Linked DNA regions of Mus musculus: region 2 is linked to region 1. A link is a contact called in public promoter capture Hi-C data. All regions are on one chromosome and are shown on one strand. Each heading gives the region's core, a stretch centred on a gene start, on an enhancer-like site or on the middle of the called end of the contact. The rest is flanking DNA. Distances are from core to core; before and after follow the strand shown.

The links. Promoter capture Hi-C pulls out the DNA fragments that hold promoters and counts their contacts.
Region 2: a promoter capture Hi-C map of neural stem cells shows a contact between it and region 1. The contact joins the promoter of Kctd11 here to the enhancer-like site in region 1. A contact is called at or near these places in 1 of 39 promoter capture datasets (neural stem cells), 2 of 115 datasets of contacts at active chromatin or transcription factors (bone marrow-derived macrophages and double positive thymocytes) and 1 of 9 other capture datasets (embryonic stem cells).

Annotation. Positions count from the first base shown.
Region 1 is chr11:69,524,138-69,529,376 of GRCm38.p6, forward strand. It overlaps Dnah2 (dynein, axonemal, heavy chain 2), which reads right to left. Exons shown (of 86, transcript NM_001081330.1): 5 at 37-265. Among named protein-coding and RNA genes, the nearest start is that of Dnah2, 22 kb to the right of the region's middle. Within about 2 kb of position 3,129, at least 80 of the 459 cell types and tissues checked have an H3K27ac peak or open chromatin away from gene starts, as enhancers often do. A contact at or near this core is called in neural stem cells, where this site is marked.
Region 2 is chr11:69,877,872-69,883,061 of GRCm38.p6, forward strand. It overlaps Kctd11 (potassium channel tetramerisation domain containing 11), which reads right to left and starts at 3,114. Exons shown (of 1, transcript NM_153143.4): 1 at 393-3,114. The coding sequence starts at 2,339. The coding sequence ends at 1,641. Acap1 (ArfGAP with coiled-coil, ankyrin repeat and PH domains 1) reads right to left here. Exons shown (of 22, transcript NM_153788.3): 19 at 4,714-4,823; 20 at 4,511-4,621; 21 at 4,111-4,160; 22 at 3,696-3,854. The coding sequence ends at 3,754. It overlaps Mir6924 (microRNA 6924), which reads right to left and starts at 4,223; the gene lies at 4,161-4,223. It overlaps Tmem95 (transmembrane protein 95), which reads right to left and starts at 184. Exons shown (of 7, transcript NM_001195710.2): 1 at 1-184. The coding sequence starts at 147.

The sequences.
Region 1 (5,239 bases), core at 1,879-4,378:
GCATGGAGAAGCCAGCCACGCCAGCCTCTTGCTTACCTGTCAGAGAGGCCAAAAACCTATGCAGGTGTGAAACAAAATGATTCCGGATGCTCTCAGGCCAAGACTTATTCATAAAAATCTGGGGGACGTAGACACCGCTGAGCAGCCGGAGCAAAGCCGGGATGTAGGCACCCCGCACCGTCCCATACTGCACAGTCTCCTCGAAGTTCTCTGGGGTGATGGGAACTGGGGCTTGTCGAATGAAGTACACAATCTGATTCTGCGTCTGCAGGCGAGAGATCAGAGTTCAGTCTCCAGGATGCCCAAAGGTCTCTGAGGCTCCCCTTGGGAGAGGCAGGCTGAGCTCTTAGTGCTGTCCCTACCTATGCTTCCTGGTGTAGATGCCATAGCCACAGATGTTGGGGAGGGGGACGGATAAAACATGCCCCGGGGGCACAGACTTTATTTTGTTCAACTAAGAGTCTAACACACTATGTCTAGCATATGGTAGATGATCAATAGATGTGTTGGCTGAGTGAGTAAATGGACAGGATAGAATAGAGATTTTATTTCAGCCATTGAAAAAACAGGGAGAAGTAAGAGAGATCCAGGAAGAAGATCGCAAGTCAGAATTATCTAGGCCTCGGTGGTGGCACCCACCTTTAATTTAATCCCAGCACTCCGGTGGCAGAGGCAGGTGGAACTCTGTGAGTTCCATGTTAAGTCTGATCTACATAGTAAGTTCCGGGATAGCTAGGGCTGTTACACAGAGAAATCCTGTCTCAAAAGACAAACAAACAAAAGAAAAAAGAAAAACTTTTCTAGGCTTTCTTATTTCAGTTTTTTATTTTTTATTTTCAGGGTCTCAAACTGTCCTAGAACTTACTACATGGCTGAGGGTAACCTTGAACTGAGATCCGCTGCCTGTCCCTCTGGGGCAAGGTTACAGGTGTGCACCTCACACCAAGTTTCAGTCTGCGTACCCTTTCCCCTGACTGGCATTTACCATTCATTTTCACCTGGGCTGAGTGCTGCTGTAGCCCACGTTCACAAGTCTGTAGCTTTTCTCACTTAGAAGACAAAGCCAAAAAAAAAAAAAAAGAGTTTGCTCCGGTATTTGTCAGAGATGAAAATGTTTGACCAACACACACATAGAGATAACGGAGAATCCCTTTTTTAAAGGTTTTGCATCTAATTTTTGTTTGAATTTAATAGAATAAGAAGAATCTGAAGTTGCTATGAGGATTGTTAAGCTCCAAATAAATGTCTCTCACCCAGGGACACCTCAGAATGATCCCTTGCTGTTGTGGTTGTTGTGGTTGTGGTTGTTGTTTTTCCCATGCTGGGAACGGATTCCTTAACTTCACAGATGCTAAGTATAAGCTCTACTATGAAAGCACATTGCTACCCAACTTTCTATTTATTTTATATTGTGATGATCATGGAGATGGTGATGAGGATAATGTGTGTGTGTCTGTGTGTGTGCACATGTGCACGAGAGAGAGAGAGAGAGAGAAAGAAAGAAAGAGAGAGAAAGAGAGAACGCAAGTATATGCATGTTTTGTCAGGGCACACATGTAGAGATGAGGGCATCTTTGGGGAGCCATTTCTCTCCTTCCACCGAGAATTCGGGGAACAGACCCTGATTATTAGGCTTGTGTAGAAAATACCATGACCTACTGAACCATATTCCGGCCCTCAGTTGTGTGCATGTACGCATGTTCGATTTTTTTTCTTTCTTTCTTTCTTTCTTCCTTTTTTTTTTTTTTTTTTTTTTTTGAGTCTCAGCTGTGAACTCACGATTGCAGAAATTCTGCCTCTGCTTTCTAGCAGCTGCGACTGCAGACCTGGGCCACCACCCCCGGCTCTTTCAATTTTTATTTTCAAAAAACTCCAACTCGTAGAAAATTTTCAAGAAAAATAAAGTTAACAAAATATCCTTGCCTCCTGGATTCAATGTCAATGCTCCATCTGTCTGTCCCCTCTTTATACCTGAGCCTTTGTGAGCTGCAGGCATCCAGATGCCACACCCTTAATGCTTGGCCTGTATCTTCTAAAATTACTGTAATTATGGTGATAGAAAAATTTATCTAATACAATATATGTCCACATTTAACTTCCTCCAGTTGTCCAAATGATGTCACGTATAGCTGGATCTCTTCCTCCCCATCCATATCCCGCCCAGGGCTATCCATCGTCTTATTTTGTTGTTGCTGCTGTTTCTCTTCTGAAACAGGGTCTCACTATGTAAGCCCTGGTCTAGAATACACTGCTACATAAATTAGGATGGCTTTCAACTCACAGAATCCTTCCACCTCTATCTCCCTAATGCTGAAATTAAAGGTATGTACCACCATGCCTAGCCTCTGTGTGTGTGTGTGTGAGAGAGAGAGAGTGTGTGAGTGTGTGTGTGTGTGTGTGTGTGTGTGTGAATGAGTGAGTGTGTGTGTGTGAGTGTGTGTGAGTGAGTGTGTGTGTGTGAGTGAGTGTGTGTGTGTGAGTGAGTGTGTGAGTGTGTGGTGTTTGAGGTGCATTTTTGTTTGTTTGTTTGTTTGTTTAGGTTTTTTTGGTGGGGTATAGACAGAGTTTCATACTCAGGCTGGCCTGGAACTCCTAATACTCCTTCCTGCCTCTGTTTCCTACAACCTCCTTTCATTTCAACAACTCCTATCCTTTGCTATCCTCTGTGTGTGTGTGTGTGTGTGTGTGTGTGTGTGTGTGTGTGTGTGTCCTCCTGTTTTAGCCTCTCAGGTGACAGGATTACAAGCATGTACCATCATGTCGGGCTTTCTCTTTTACGTTGTACTATCAATCACTCTAAGAATCAAGCCAGATGTTTTTCAAATGTCCCTTAATTTGGATTTATCTAAATGCTTGTTATTAGGTTGAAGCTAAATGTTCTCGGTGGAACGCCATAATGTTCCCCAGAACTGGCATCCTTACATTTCAGTGCTGAAACTAAAATGCACGCTGACATTAACGTGAGAGGCCGTCGGTAAGCAGCAACAGCGCAGCCTTCTCACTCCCAGACGCCGTTCCTTGTGCATCTCAGGAAAATTCTTTGTATGTTCTCTCTAAATCCACACTGTGACGGCTGTCTACTCCTGCAGCTGGGCTGTGCCCATCCCTCGTGTCTATTCGCGTCTCCCTAATTGCATTAATGTGTCCGGCCTTTTCTTTCTCATGAACGGCGGCTGCCTCAGCCTTGCGCTCAGTCGGTGACGGATTTTCAACCACAGCTATTCAGTTCCCCGCCATTTCTCATCTGGTTTTGTAGCACGCTGCCTTATTCGTTCCCTAAGATCCGTGCCCCACCTCCCCCTTTCATCTCCTTCCACCTTTTATCATCTCGTAGAGACTGAATTCATGTTGGTATCGAGTTGCACCGTGGCTGTTGTGAGGAGCCTCCTTCCTTGGGTTAGATCTCCCTCCTGTATACGCGCTTTGTTCTTTTTTTTTTTTTTCTTCCCTTTGTCCTTGGTATAATGTGCCCGCCGTTGCCATGCAATTTCGCCCCATTTTGCTCATGCCTGAGCAGCTTTGTCAATTCACTCTTTTGGCTCTAGCACACTGTGGGCGACTTCTTGATGCCCCACTGGGAGAGGCCAGTTTATTTTGCCTCTTGAAGGTAAAGTGAAAGGATTAGGTATTTTATGTTATTCTCTTTTCTGTAGCCTGAGAGACTTGTGTGAGGAGGGGCACGTGGTTAAGGCTAATTTAAGGCAATAGCAAATCTTTGTTAAATGACAAACCTCTTGGGGGATGTTTGGAATGCTCCAAGGTTTTCCCCCAACCAAGTGCGGGAAGAGAAGGAACTTGGAGCTTCAGCACAGTTTAGGGTTCACACCTGTTTGTGAAATTCACTAGATTTGATTATGCCTTTTCCCTGTGTTCTGTGGATCCTGGGCTGTGAGCTGCCTTCATGTCCCAGGTCTCACTCTTTGCCCCTTTTATCAGATACTAGGTTATGGACTCCCCCACTCCCACCTCTACCCCTGCCCCAGTGAAGAAGGGTTTATTTTGGCTAACGGTGTGACAGGGCACAGAGCATCACAGTGGAGAAAGGCGTGGGCATGGCAGGAGGAGACACTCCTTGGAGTCTAAAATCAGAATGCCGAGAGACATGACTCTTTTTTTCCCTTTCTGTGCTGGGGATTGAGTGCAGGGCCTCCTGAAGGTTCCACTAAGCTACTGTGCGTAGTCATTTTTTAAAGGAAGTTTAAACTAGCCACCCTAACCTGGAGAATACAGTAAAATCTCTCATCTACTGTTGTAGCAAGTTAAATGGATCTGTCTCTCTCTCTCTCTCTCTCTCTCTCTCTCTCTCTCTCTCTCAAGATTTTATTTATTATATGTATGTGAGTACACTGTCGCTGTCTTCAGACACACCAGAAGAGGGCATCAAATCCCACTGCAGATGGTTATGAGCCACCATGTGGTTGCTGGGAATTGAACTCAGGCCCTCTGGAAGAGCAGTCAGTGCTCTTAACCTCTGAGCCATCTTTCCAACCCACTCATATCTATTTTTATACATTCCTTTAATGCTGCTATTCATCATTTATACTCCTGCCCTAGTATTAACTGTTTTAATTACTATAGTTTAATAAAGGATTCTTATGTCTATGAATCTCCTTTATTACTTTCTTCATCATTACTGTTGATATATATATATATATATATATAGGGGTTGGGGGTTTGTTTTTTTGGTTTTTTGGTTTTTTGTTTTTTTTTTTTTTTTGAGACAGGGTTTCTCTGTGTAGCCCTGGCTGTCCTGGACCTCACTCTGTAGCCCAGACTGGCTTCAAACTCATAGAGATCCACCTGCCTTCTGCCTCCCGAGTGCTGGGATAAAAGGTGTGTATCATCACCTCCCGGCTTAGATATATATTATTTTAAAATAGTGGTTTTTGGGACAGGGTCTCATATGCCCAGGCCAGCCTGGGACTTGCAGTAAAGCCAAGGAAATCCTTGATCTTCTGATCCTTCTGCCTCTAGCTCCCAAATACTTAGATTTAAAGGCTTGGACTGTTACTCCCAAATTATTTAAGGCTAGGGACCAACCAACTGCAGGTTTTCCTTTGTGCTAGATAGGTATCCTACCGAGTAACTGATATCACTAGCTGCACTGCAAGTTTGAATCAGGGCTGGAGAGATGTCTCAAAGGTTAAGAGTGGGGTTCCACGAGCCGTGGGGCACAGAGGGAGCGTGACTCCGGATGAGGGTGATATGCAGCAGCTCCACAGAGCCTGGAAAGTGGGGT
Region 2 (5,190 bases), core at 1,864-4,363, 350 kb after region 1:
GGAAGCCCATTCCTTCCATTTCCACTTCGGCTTCGTCTGGTTATTGAGCTGAGCCAGGCGGTTTGCCAAGGCATGATCTTGGAGACGACAGAAGATACAAGCCTTGGCCACGGCCAAGAAAGCCCCACCCAGAGCCAGCACCCACATGAAGCCTGCTGGGGTATGGAAGGAGTTGGACCCCCTCAGACCAGGGAAGAGTCAGAATTCTCTGAGATCCAGATTCTGACCCTTCATGTCGGAGGTTCTAGACTGATCCAGAACAATGCCATTGTCTTACCCCTCGGCTCCGGTAGAGCCACCCCTGGGCCCCCAAGAACTGGAGGCTAAAACGTATCTCTAGGACGGATAAATCAGGGTTTCTGTTGCAAGGGGATAGTGGCCTTTACACGTCATGGTTCTGAAAGCAATTTATTTTTCTTCTTGTAAGTCACAGTGATAGATGAATGACTCCACCCAATGATGACCATGTTTATGTGTGTATCCCATCCGCCCAGGAACCCAGAAATGCTATCCTTCCCACACCCTCCCCGACTCTCCCAACTCTAGCTCCTGGCTGCCCAGGACAGCCTTAGGCCTTCCTTACCCAGCTATTTCCTAGCAACAGGCTCATGGTTGTCTCAGCAACCAAGAGCTCCCAGAGGTCTCAGAGGCCCAGCTAAGCCCAGAGGCTTTTACCTCTCATAGGAAGGGCCTAGTGTGACTCAAACTCAAACAAGGCCCTCCTGCCTACGTGGCAGCGCAGGCATAAACACACATGCAAACACACACACACACACACACACACATACACACACACCCTATGATTAAACTAAATCTGAATCTGCTTTTACACATACCACAGAAGTACCTGAGCCTGGAGAGTTTCTAAGCAACCCCAAACAGGCCTGGACAGGCCAAGATCACAGAAGGACCAATACACAAGCACAGGAGTCAGCAACACTGATGGGAACCAAGACAGCAGGGAGCCAGGCAGCATCAGATCTATTGACTGGCAGGCGCACACACATGAAAGAGGCCTCTGGACACCATGGTCCAGCCCCACTTCCATACAGGATCCTCTGGAATTCCAGAAGGGAGCTCTAGCCCCCGTGTTGATGGAGGTTCTCCTTGCTCCCTATGTCACCCTAGGATGGAGTGTCCCACAATAGGTGGCTTGGAACATAGTAAAGAAACCTCCCAGAGAGTCCTGGCCTCTTAATGGTTACTGTAGGATAAGATGTCAGCTCCAGTAAAGGAAACCACAGTCTAGGGAGCAGGTTACATTTGATAAGTCAAAGTCCTCCCACCTAGTGCTCAACCCGCCAGAGCTCTGCTAGGTTTAGCCTGGGCAAAGAGGTGCTATCTTACTTTGCCACACTTCTGAATACAGAGGACCCATCCTCAAGCAAAAACAGGCTAGAGAATCCACGATGCTTTCCCAGGATAAGCCCCCGCGTAGACCTTCTGGACCATTCGTGAGTCTTGTGGGGTGGAAGGGGGCAGCTCGATCTGGGAACCCCAGCTCTAGGCTCTGGCCAGGTATGGTGGAATCCCTGACTTTCATAGCTACCACACCAGTACTAGAAAGAGGTTTTAGAAGAGCCACAGGCCCCTTGGCTGACTCATCCCCCTCCTCTGCAGTCAAGTGGAGGGCAGCACCCTCAGTGGCGCACAAAGCGCAAGGATCTAGAGTTCAGAAGGTCTTCAGGGTCTGGGAAGACAGAGTCCAGGCGGAAGCCATGTTCCAGAGCCACCCGTAGCACCTCCTCCAGGAATGTAGGCGTGTTCGCTACCTCCCGACGATCTTCTGGCCCCCCAGTCCACAGTGGCTGCAGCCCCAGTCTTTGATACTCTACTTCAGGGAGTTCCTGGGGGCGGGAGGCCCACTCTAGCCGAAAATGTGGACCTCCTTCTGCCCTGTCCCCAATGGCCACACCAAATCTGTTGCGCATGGCAGCCAGACACTCAGGGTCAGTGCAGAAGAGGTTGGCTCGGAAGGTGTCCACCTGGACAGAGCTCAGCTCATAGTGGTGGGGGCCCCTTCGAGCGGAGAAGTGCACCTGGCGGGGGCTGACATCTACATCTGCATGGAGTAGGGCGGCTGTGGATGCAGGTGTACCCCGAGAGGCTTCCAATTCCCGCAGGGCATCCAGGAGGGGCCGGATCTGGTAGAAGTCAGCCTCTGCCTTAAGAAGGGCAGTTTCTCCGTACCCACGGGGCAGGTCCAGACGGCCTAGCCGCAAAAAATTGAGGATGTGCCGGAAAGCCTTGCCATCCCTGTCGATGAAGTAATGGCCATCTCCTTGCGGGTTAAGGTTGGCTGGCATTAGGGTGTCAGCCCTAAACATGGCCCCCAGCATGGAATCTGGGAAGCGAGTCAGGGTCTCCAGTGTAGTGGAATATAGTGTTCCCCCCACATTTAGGGTCACGGGACCCCCAAAGGAAGGGGGTAAAGAGGACACAGGAGGGGGGGAAATTTTGGGTAATATAAGAGACAGGCAAGGAGAAGGAAAAAGCAGATATTTGGGGGTTTGGAAAGAATTGGGTGGTAACGTTCAGACTTGCTAAGTTGGAGGCAGAGGTTGGAGAACAAGACAGTAAAGTTTGTAGCTCACCCAAGCTACTTTGGTGGTGGTTGGGGGCTTCAGGACACAAAAATCCCCGAGAGGATGAAAGAACCGATGAAAGGAACAGACGGCAGCCAGACAGGATCAGGGAGCTTTTGGTCCAGACGCTTCTGATTGTGCGTGGTCAGCGATTCCCTCCTGTACTCTTCAGACAGTGGGTTTCCGAAATTCAACCAGCAGGTGACGGTGGTGAGCACCGGTCGGACGCTGAAAGGATCAGTTTGAGTTTCTGAGCTTTTGTAGTTGTAGAGTCCACGTCGGGTTCCGAGGACCTGTTCAGAGGCCCAGCCAGGGTTAGGGGCGTGTGTCCCAAAAGATGGAGGCGCAACTGATAGGAGCCGGTAGCCAGCAGTTCTGTATGGCTTGGGAGAGGCGATGCTCTTGCAGTCAGAGCTGAGAGTGTCCCGGGACTCTGTTGGGAACAGTGTCTCAGGGCTCGGGCGTTACCGCCTTCCTGGGTTGTCGCAGCAGGCACTGAGGTCCTCTCCACCCCCAGGAAGTGGCCTAAGGGCAGCGGTCAGTGGCCCTTTAAGCGACAGTCCCGCCCCTTAGCGCCCCGCCCTACGCCCCCGTGGGCTGGCCGGGCTCTGCTATGGGTGGGAGCCGGCCTTGCCAGTGCGAGAGATGGGGCGAACAGGCTGGACCGGCCGACTGGAGCGGGGGTGGAATGATTCACAGGCTTCGTTGCGGATGTGGCCGCGACGGCCCCGCGTTCCCTGCAGATGTGCATGACCTCACTAGTACAACTTAGTCGAGGATGGAGTCTCCAGTCCATCCTTCTAGTCTGAGAGAATCCACGTCTCCGGGTTGGATCCCGGTCGGGAACTCCCGAGGGGGCGGATGCTGAGCCATCGCATTCCCGGGATGCCTTCGGGCCATCCCAGCGAGCCCAGGTTCCCACGCGGTGGCTTCCCTGGTCCCCTGGGCTCGAAAGCCCCTCCCGCCAAGCCACCGGGTGCTAGTCAACTTCCTCCTTTAGAGAAACCCTAGCCTCTTGAGTAACCACGGCTACCCGCACCTGGGTGGCCAGTGTGCCAAACACTCTGCCGGGCCCCCAGGTGGCGCACAGTAAATGAACTAAGAAAGAAGCCAAGCTGAGAGACTTTAATGGAGACTTCAATGGGGCAGGGTGGGGAGGAGCCTGGAATCACAGAGTATGGAGGTCGTGACTGCGACGGCTCAGTTTCTCTGGGTCGTCCGACGCCATGAGGGAGAAGTCTCGGAATATGTCGAGATACGTCTCGTCTCCTAAGGAAATCAGAGGAAAGACTGGGAGGCTGGACAGCCGGGCTACACAGTAGGGGTGGTCCTGGCAGGGTAAGCACTTTAAAGTGTGGGTGCATCCTAAGTACAGTACCTTTGTTCCACAGGTCAGGCACGTTCGCTGTGCCCAAAACATGTTTGTTGAATAAACAATGGTATTAATGCAGTTGGGTACTAAGGGGTCAGGCATTTCGGTATGGACCTGGGGTCGGGGTCGGGGTGAAATACGTGGTTACTTTACCTGCCTGGCCCTGGGCCGCTTCAGCCTCCCTCATCTTTGCCAATCGTAGCCTGAAGGGTGGGGATTAAGGAGTAAAAGACCTGGAACTTCGCCAAATCCCCATCCTCTGTCCAATTCTTGAGTTGTGTCACTCCTTAAAAATGTCTGTCCATAACTAGTGCTTAAAGATAAAAGCTTACACTCACGAACATTTTTGCAATGTTGGTGTCCTAATAATGGCTCCCCAGGTGAACTCTCAGTATCTCACCCAACTGGTCCATGCTCCTGCTCCACACCCCTCTCCACACACACACACACACACACACACACCCCAGACCTCACCCTCCAAGTCAGGTTTTGACGTTAGTCTCACCCCAACGAGGACTGTCCAAGCATCAGTCTGCCCCTTCGGCATACTCACAGGGTTACGATGTCAGCATTAGTGGTTTCCATTGCGATAGTCAGAGGGTCCCTGCCTTCTGTGTCTCGAGCCCCCAGATCAGCACCCCGTTTCAGGAACAGGCAAGCGAGCCTAGAGAAGAGAGCTAAATTCAGCAACAGGCATCCCCCAATTTCACTCCCAGAAAGCTTCCTCCCCATGGTGCCATTTCCATGGCTCCCTACCCTGTGTGACCAAGAATGGTGGCATGGTGGAGAGGACCCCGGCCGGCACTGTCTGCTTGGTTCACATTCGCCCCATTTTGGAGGAGAAACTCGCAGGCCAGAAGAGAGTTCTGCATAGAGATCAAGAAGATGGCATTTTTAGAGGTGGATTTTTGGATGTTTCAGGGCTCAGTGAGGTGTCAGGCTTGGTCCTCGACCTTTAGATGCTCATATATTAAATCTATCCCGGGACTGGAGAGATGTCTCAGTGGTTAAAAGCACCAGCTACTCGTCCAAAGGAGTCAGATTCAGTCCTAAGCACCCACAATGCCTGTAACTCCAGTTCCAGGGAACCCCCTCCCATATATATACATGCAAGCAAAACACCAATGCACATTAAAAAAAAAGCCAGGCAGTGGTAGCACATGTCTTAATCTAAAGCCCACCACTCAGGAGGCAGAGGCCAGCAAATCTCTGAGTTTAAGGCCAGCCTGGTCT